2 separate regions of the Mus musculus genome follow, and region 2 is linked to region 1. A link is a contact called in public HiChIP or PLAC-seq data. All regions are on one chromosome and are shown on one strand. The core of a region is the stretch at or near the end of the contact, and the rest is flanking DNA. Distances in the headings are between cores, read along the strand shown.

Region 1 (2,700 bases), core at 49-2,548:
AGCCCTGACACACACTTCCCAGCTTCTCCTATGGCACTGTTATCCATCCTTTTGCTCAAGGCTCTCTCTGTAGTACAACGTAGTTCTCTGACTCTGCTTTCTCCCTGTTCTACTCATGAACTATCACATCTCCCCTTGCCTCCCAACAGGACTCTGTAGAATCATTTCAGGCCCACTTATGTTCAGAAGACTCTCATCTCCAACCAACTACAGCTCCAACTAGAATAAATCCATAAGTACTCAAGGAGCTAAAGGGGTCTGCAACCCTATAGGTGGAACAACAATATGAGCTAACCAGTACCCCCAGAGCTCGTGTCTCTAGCTACATATGTAGCAGAAGATGGCCTAGTCGGCCATCTCTGGGAAGAGAGACCCCTGGTATTACAAACTTTATATGCCCCAGTACAGGGGAATGCCAGGGCCAAGAAGTGGGAGTAGGTGGGTAGGGGAGTGGGGGGAGAGGGTATGGGGGACTTTTGGGATAGCATTTGAAATGTAAATGAAGAAAATACCTAATTAAATATATATATATAAAATAATAAAATGCATTTCCCTCAAAAAAAAAAGATAGCATTTATGTGTCACAGAGTGACACATAATGTCAAATATTGTGTTTTTCATTATACTTTGCACAAGCTTTGTATCTGCCCATGATCACCCGTGGAGTATTTCCTCTATTAATTTCCTGCTTATTCAAGTGAATTCTGCTGTGACTCAGCATTGTCTATTAAATTTCAATTACTTATATCAGTTGGGAACACTGGATACTTTGTATATAGGTAGTTATCCACCACAGGTGAAACAGGTCAAACAGATCAGAACTGGTTTGTTTGCTACCTGGAGAAAATTGTAGCTTAGAAAGAGCCCCGTGTGACAAGTAGTTTCTATTAGGCAACCTCAACCGCGTTTACTATGAGCCTCACCTCCCCTACTTCAGTCATCTCCACTCATCCCATTTGTGAAGACGTGAAAAAGAGGCTCTATGTTATCCCCTTTGGCGGATCTCAGGGCAAAATTTACAGTAGTAAAAGCAGAGCTCGAAGGTAGAGAGTATGTAGCACAATCGCTTTTGTGAAGTTCTTGGAAGGCTCTCTCAGAATAGCCTCCACTTTTATTTTATACTTTTGGCAAGTGGTTCTGTAGAGGGAATGGTGCAAATTTTCCCCTTCTGGGACGTTTGATGACATCTGCAGTCATTATTTTTTATTTGCCTAAGTGTGGCAGCACGATATAGTGAGTAGAAAGGAAGTGGGTTTGCTACTGGCACCTAGTCAATAGAAGCCAAGAAGACTGATAAGCATTCCAGAAGGCACAGCACAGCCCTTACAGCAAGAAATTACTCACCAAAGTGTCATGCATGCTGATAGGATATGCAGGATACTGTTTTAAAGTAAGCCAAGATCTGGCTTGGAAGACTTGGTATCTGACTGGCTATTATGGCTACTTTTGTTTTTGTTTGTTGATTGCTCTCTCTTTCTCTCTCTCTCTCTCTCTCTCTCTCTCTCCTGTGTGTGTTCTCTCTCTCTCTCTCTTCTCTCTCTCTCTCTCTCTTTGTGTGTGTGTGTGTTAGATTATCTAAGTTTAAGGTAGTAGATAGGTAGATTTATTAGAGTCTTGTGTGATCCACAGAAAAAGCTTACAATATGGAAATTCTTGTTTTGACTTCATGCAGCGTTTCTAAAGTAGAAGACAAAATCTGATTAGAGGTGGTGAGGGAATGAAGAAAGGACAGATACTCAGACATGTATGCGGAAGACCTTGAGTCAACATGGCTGTGTGTGCTCTGGTGGAACAGCATCCTGGAACCTCAGCACATTCATGATGTACAGCATAGCAGGAGGAGTTGGATAGTCTCAGAGTGAGGCCTCTGCATTTCAGCAATCTTGGGCTGTAAACATCCAGGAAATAGGAAGTTGCAGTTAGCTAGTTTCCTCACCCAGAGGCCAATTGTTCATGAACACTTGTAATTGCACGCATTCTCAGCTTTTGCACTCAGACCAGAGGAAAGCTTAGCCATCCCTCTGACCTCATCTGATATGTGTGTGGGAGACGTAAGTTATTTGCTATGGTTGTGTCCATATCAGCAATTTATGTTAGCTCAGGACATCTGCTCTTGACATATTTACTCAAGTCTTCCTCAGCATCCCACAGTTTACTATTATTGCTTATACATAAGGATGCAAATCATACATTTATTAAGGATAATCTAAACAGAGATCTTTAACTTGCCCAAGTGTCACTGGATGGGGTCAAAATCTCTTTTAGCTCTGGAACGTTCTGTAGGCTAAGGTACTCCTTTGATGAGATACTTTTTAAGAGCATTACTTTGACTTCTTCTGTTATGTCTCTTTAATTTATGATCAGAATATGGATGTATAAAGATACTGTAAAGAAAAAGTTAGCAGTACTTTTTATGGATATTTAACAATCCCGGAATATAAGGAAGTAAATTGTTTCCAAACCTAACATCATGAGGTATACTGCACATTTCTCAGAGCTGTCTCCCACCTTGGGTATATTGAGTCTGAAGGAATGAATATAAAAGTGTCTCAGGTCAAAGGTCACTGAGCAGATCACAGCTACAGTCACCCATGGACCAACACATCCATGGGCATGTCAGCCGTATTCCCAAAAATCTGCAGATCTGGAAATCATGGGGTCTTCTCTCAAAAAAAAAAAAAAAAAAAAAGGATGACTCAT
Region 2 (2,700 bases), core at 19-2,518, 860 kb before region 1:
CACTCACTCCACGTTCATTCTGCAAACTTCACGCTTGAGTTTGCTATCTCACCTCAACCAAATTCTCTATCAGGTCAGCATGTTTGGGGTTGCGAACACCAGAAAATTTAGCTAAAAATTATGCAAGAATCTCTTCTATTGCTAGAGATCAGGCTACAGATACGGCCCACCAGGACTACTGCTTTGTAGTTATTTTGGTTCAGTTCTTTTTGTAATGCTCCAACCCAGCATAGTAGCAGTTCTATCCGAACAAAGCCCTTCTAGGGCAAGAATTGTCCAGAAAGGAGCTATTTACATACCACCAAAACAACTGATGAAAGCAGGAATGTTATTTCCATAACTTGAGCTAAAGTAATAATGAAAGGTTACCTGTAATAATTACTAAAGCTATCACTAAAGAAAAAAAAAAAGACTAGAAAAACTGAGACCCATGGGACATTCTAAACAGCTCCAATCAAACAGGTGGATAGGCTAACACCACTATCCTCACCTGAGAAAGCAAGCCAACACATCCATCTGACGGGTGCTCCTTTGTACAGTTCACGGCAAAAATTAAACTGGAATAAAGTACAAATGGGGAATTGGCAGATTCTGATACCCATGTCCATCTAACAGAAGACAAATACTAGAAGACAAATAGTCGACAAAAATCTCTCAGAGCGCTGCACCTTCCAGTGAACATGTCCACAGAAAGCCAAGCAACACACACACATGATAAAAGTTATGTAGTTACAGTGCATCAGAATTTCCGAGTTGTAAAGTATTTTTAAAAGATTGAGTGTTTTGTCTGCATGCATCTGCACCATGTGTGTGAATGGTGCTTGTATTAGTGCAGGTGGTAGCACTGGATCTCCTGGGCCTGAGCTTAAGAGATGGTGTTAGCTGCCACATGGATGCTAGGAATCAAACTTGACTCCTCTGGAAGCCAACCAGTGCTCCTAACTGCTGAGCTATCTCCAGCCCCAGAGTTCCACATTTAAAGGTCTCCTCCCACCCCTCAATGATTGTTTACTCTATGTTGATACTGGGAGCTAAATTTTTTTTTTCTGCAAAATCTAAGAAAATTACTTTATTTTTGCCTTAATGTGTTCAAGTGTTTGGGTTTGAGGAATCTGCTATCTTTTAAGTGTTCCCTTATACTTCTGCTTTGGCCAAATCTTCCCTGAGGATACCAACTACGATTGAGGGCAGTTTCCCAGCCTGTGTAAATATGGAGCCTTTAGTCTTAAGTATGTGTTTGGAATTCTTTCACCTTCAGATCATTCTTTTTTGACTCATCAAACTATATTAACTCACTCCTTGCTACAGTCACTTCCTGATTCATTCTTTTTACCCTCCCCAACCCACTCAGAGGCTTCCCGTCATCTTTTCTTATTGTTTTCTCATTCAGTCACCTTTTATGTAGTCTTTCAAAATCTTAATAAGTGCTGCCGAACGATTTCTGTAGATGGCTCAGCAGCTAAGAGCACTGGCTGTCTTCCAGAGTCGTCAAGTCTGATTCCCAGCATCCATGTGGCTCTTAGAGAAGAGTCAGGTTTGATGCTCACCCACGTACTGGCTCAGAACCATCTATAACTATGGTTCCAGAGAATCTGATGACTTCTGGCCTCCAAGGATACCAGGCACAAATGTGATATACAGACACACATCCAGGATAAACATGAACCACACTTAAACCAGGACTACTATAATTACATACTTCTTGCTCACTGTTCAGCTATTCCTATGTTTAACCCAAAAGCTCTTGTCAATATCCAGCAGACAGACCAGGAGGTCATTGGGTCCCTTTGTTTCATCTTCCTTCCAATGTTGCCAATGAGTAAATCTACTCTTTACCATCACATATCCTTTTATTTGACATTCTAGATCCAGGGGTAGCTGTATGGAGTCTCTAGAGCTCAGGCTTCACCCTGAAGATTTTAGAAACAGACTCTAATGCCTTTTCATGATTAATGCCTCCAATTCCTGAGTACTTCCAGTTGTTTCCTTAGATCCTTTAGACAAAGCTTAGATTCAGAATCCCCAAATATTGTTTCTGTGCCTGCATTTATTTGGCCATTGTTGGGGAAACACTGAAGGATGCCAACTAGTTTCTCCTCATAAACATTAACCTATATCCTAACGTTGCCAATGACTGTGTGTACAGTGGTTCATAAATTCTAAAACATGAACATGTTTTTGTATTTGTTGCTAGGGTTGCTAGGTAGAAAAACCACAATTTGGCCTAACAGCAGATATTTTTTCACAGTTCTGGCGGCTGGAAGTCCAGGACTAAGTCAGCAAGAATGGTTTCTTCTGAGGCTAGTCTCATTATGAGAGGTGACTATAGCCTATATTGTAAAAGTACATTTGGATTTTATACTGTAGTCATCTACATATACACCATCTGAAGTATTTAGAGTCTTAGAAAAATCCCAGCTTGTCAAAAAACCTCCCTCTAGCTCAATTCTCTCTTCTGTAGCACTATTTGTTCCTCAATGAAAGTTCTACAAGAGTGAGCAGCTTTTTATATTGTGCCCTTTATCAAGAACTGAACCTGGCATACCTTCTTCTCTATTTAATGAGCAAACACCAACCTGTGTATACAGATGTTAAAAGACAAGTGCAAGATGGGAAATGGGTCCTTGGATATCAAATTAGCATAAAACCAGAATATAACTGCACAGAATTAATCAAAGACATCCAATATACTTTATAAGA

The links. HiChIP or PLAC-seq counts read pairs in DNA pulled down with a chosen protein or histone mark.
Region 2: a FOXA1 HiChIP or PLAC-seq map of pancreatic cancer cells shows a contact between it and region 1. The contact joins two enhancer-like sites. A contact is called at or near these places in 1 of 39 promoter capture datasets (stem cell-derived epiblast-like cells) and 2 of 115 datasets of contacts at active chromatin or transcription factors (bone marrow-derived macrophages and pancreatic cancer cells).

What each region holds. Positions count from the first base shown.
Region 1 is chr13:16,846,014-16,848,713 of GRCm38.p6, reverse strand. No RefSeq gene overlaps it. Among named protein-coding and RNA genes, the nearest start is that of Gm25020, 360 kb to the left of the region's middle. Within about 2 kb of position 1,298, at least 24 of the 459 cell types and tissues checked have an H3K27ac peak or open chromatin away from gene starts, as enhancers often do. A contact at or near this core is called in pancreatic cancer cells, where this site is marked.
Region 2 is chr13:17,704,194-17,706,893 of GRCm38.p6, reverse strand. No RefSeq gene overlaps it. Among named protein-coding and RNA genes, the nearest start is that of Mplkip, 10 kb to the right of the region's middle. Within about 2 kb of position 1,268, at least 45 of the 459 cell types and tissues checked have an H3K27ac peak or open chromatin away from gene starts, as enhancers often do. A contact at or near this core is called in pancreatic cancer cells, where this site is marked.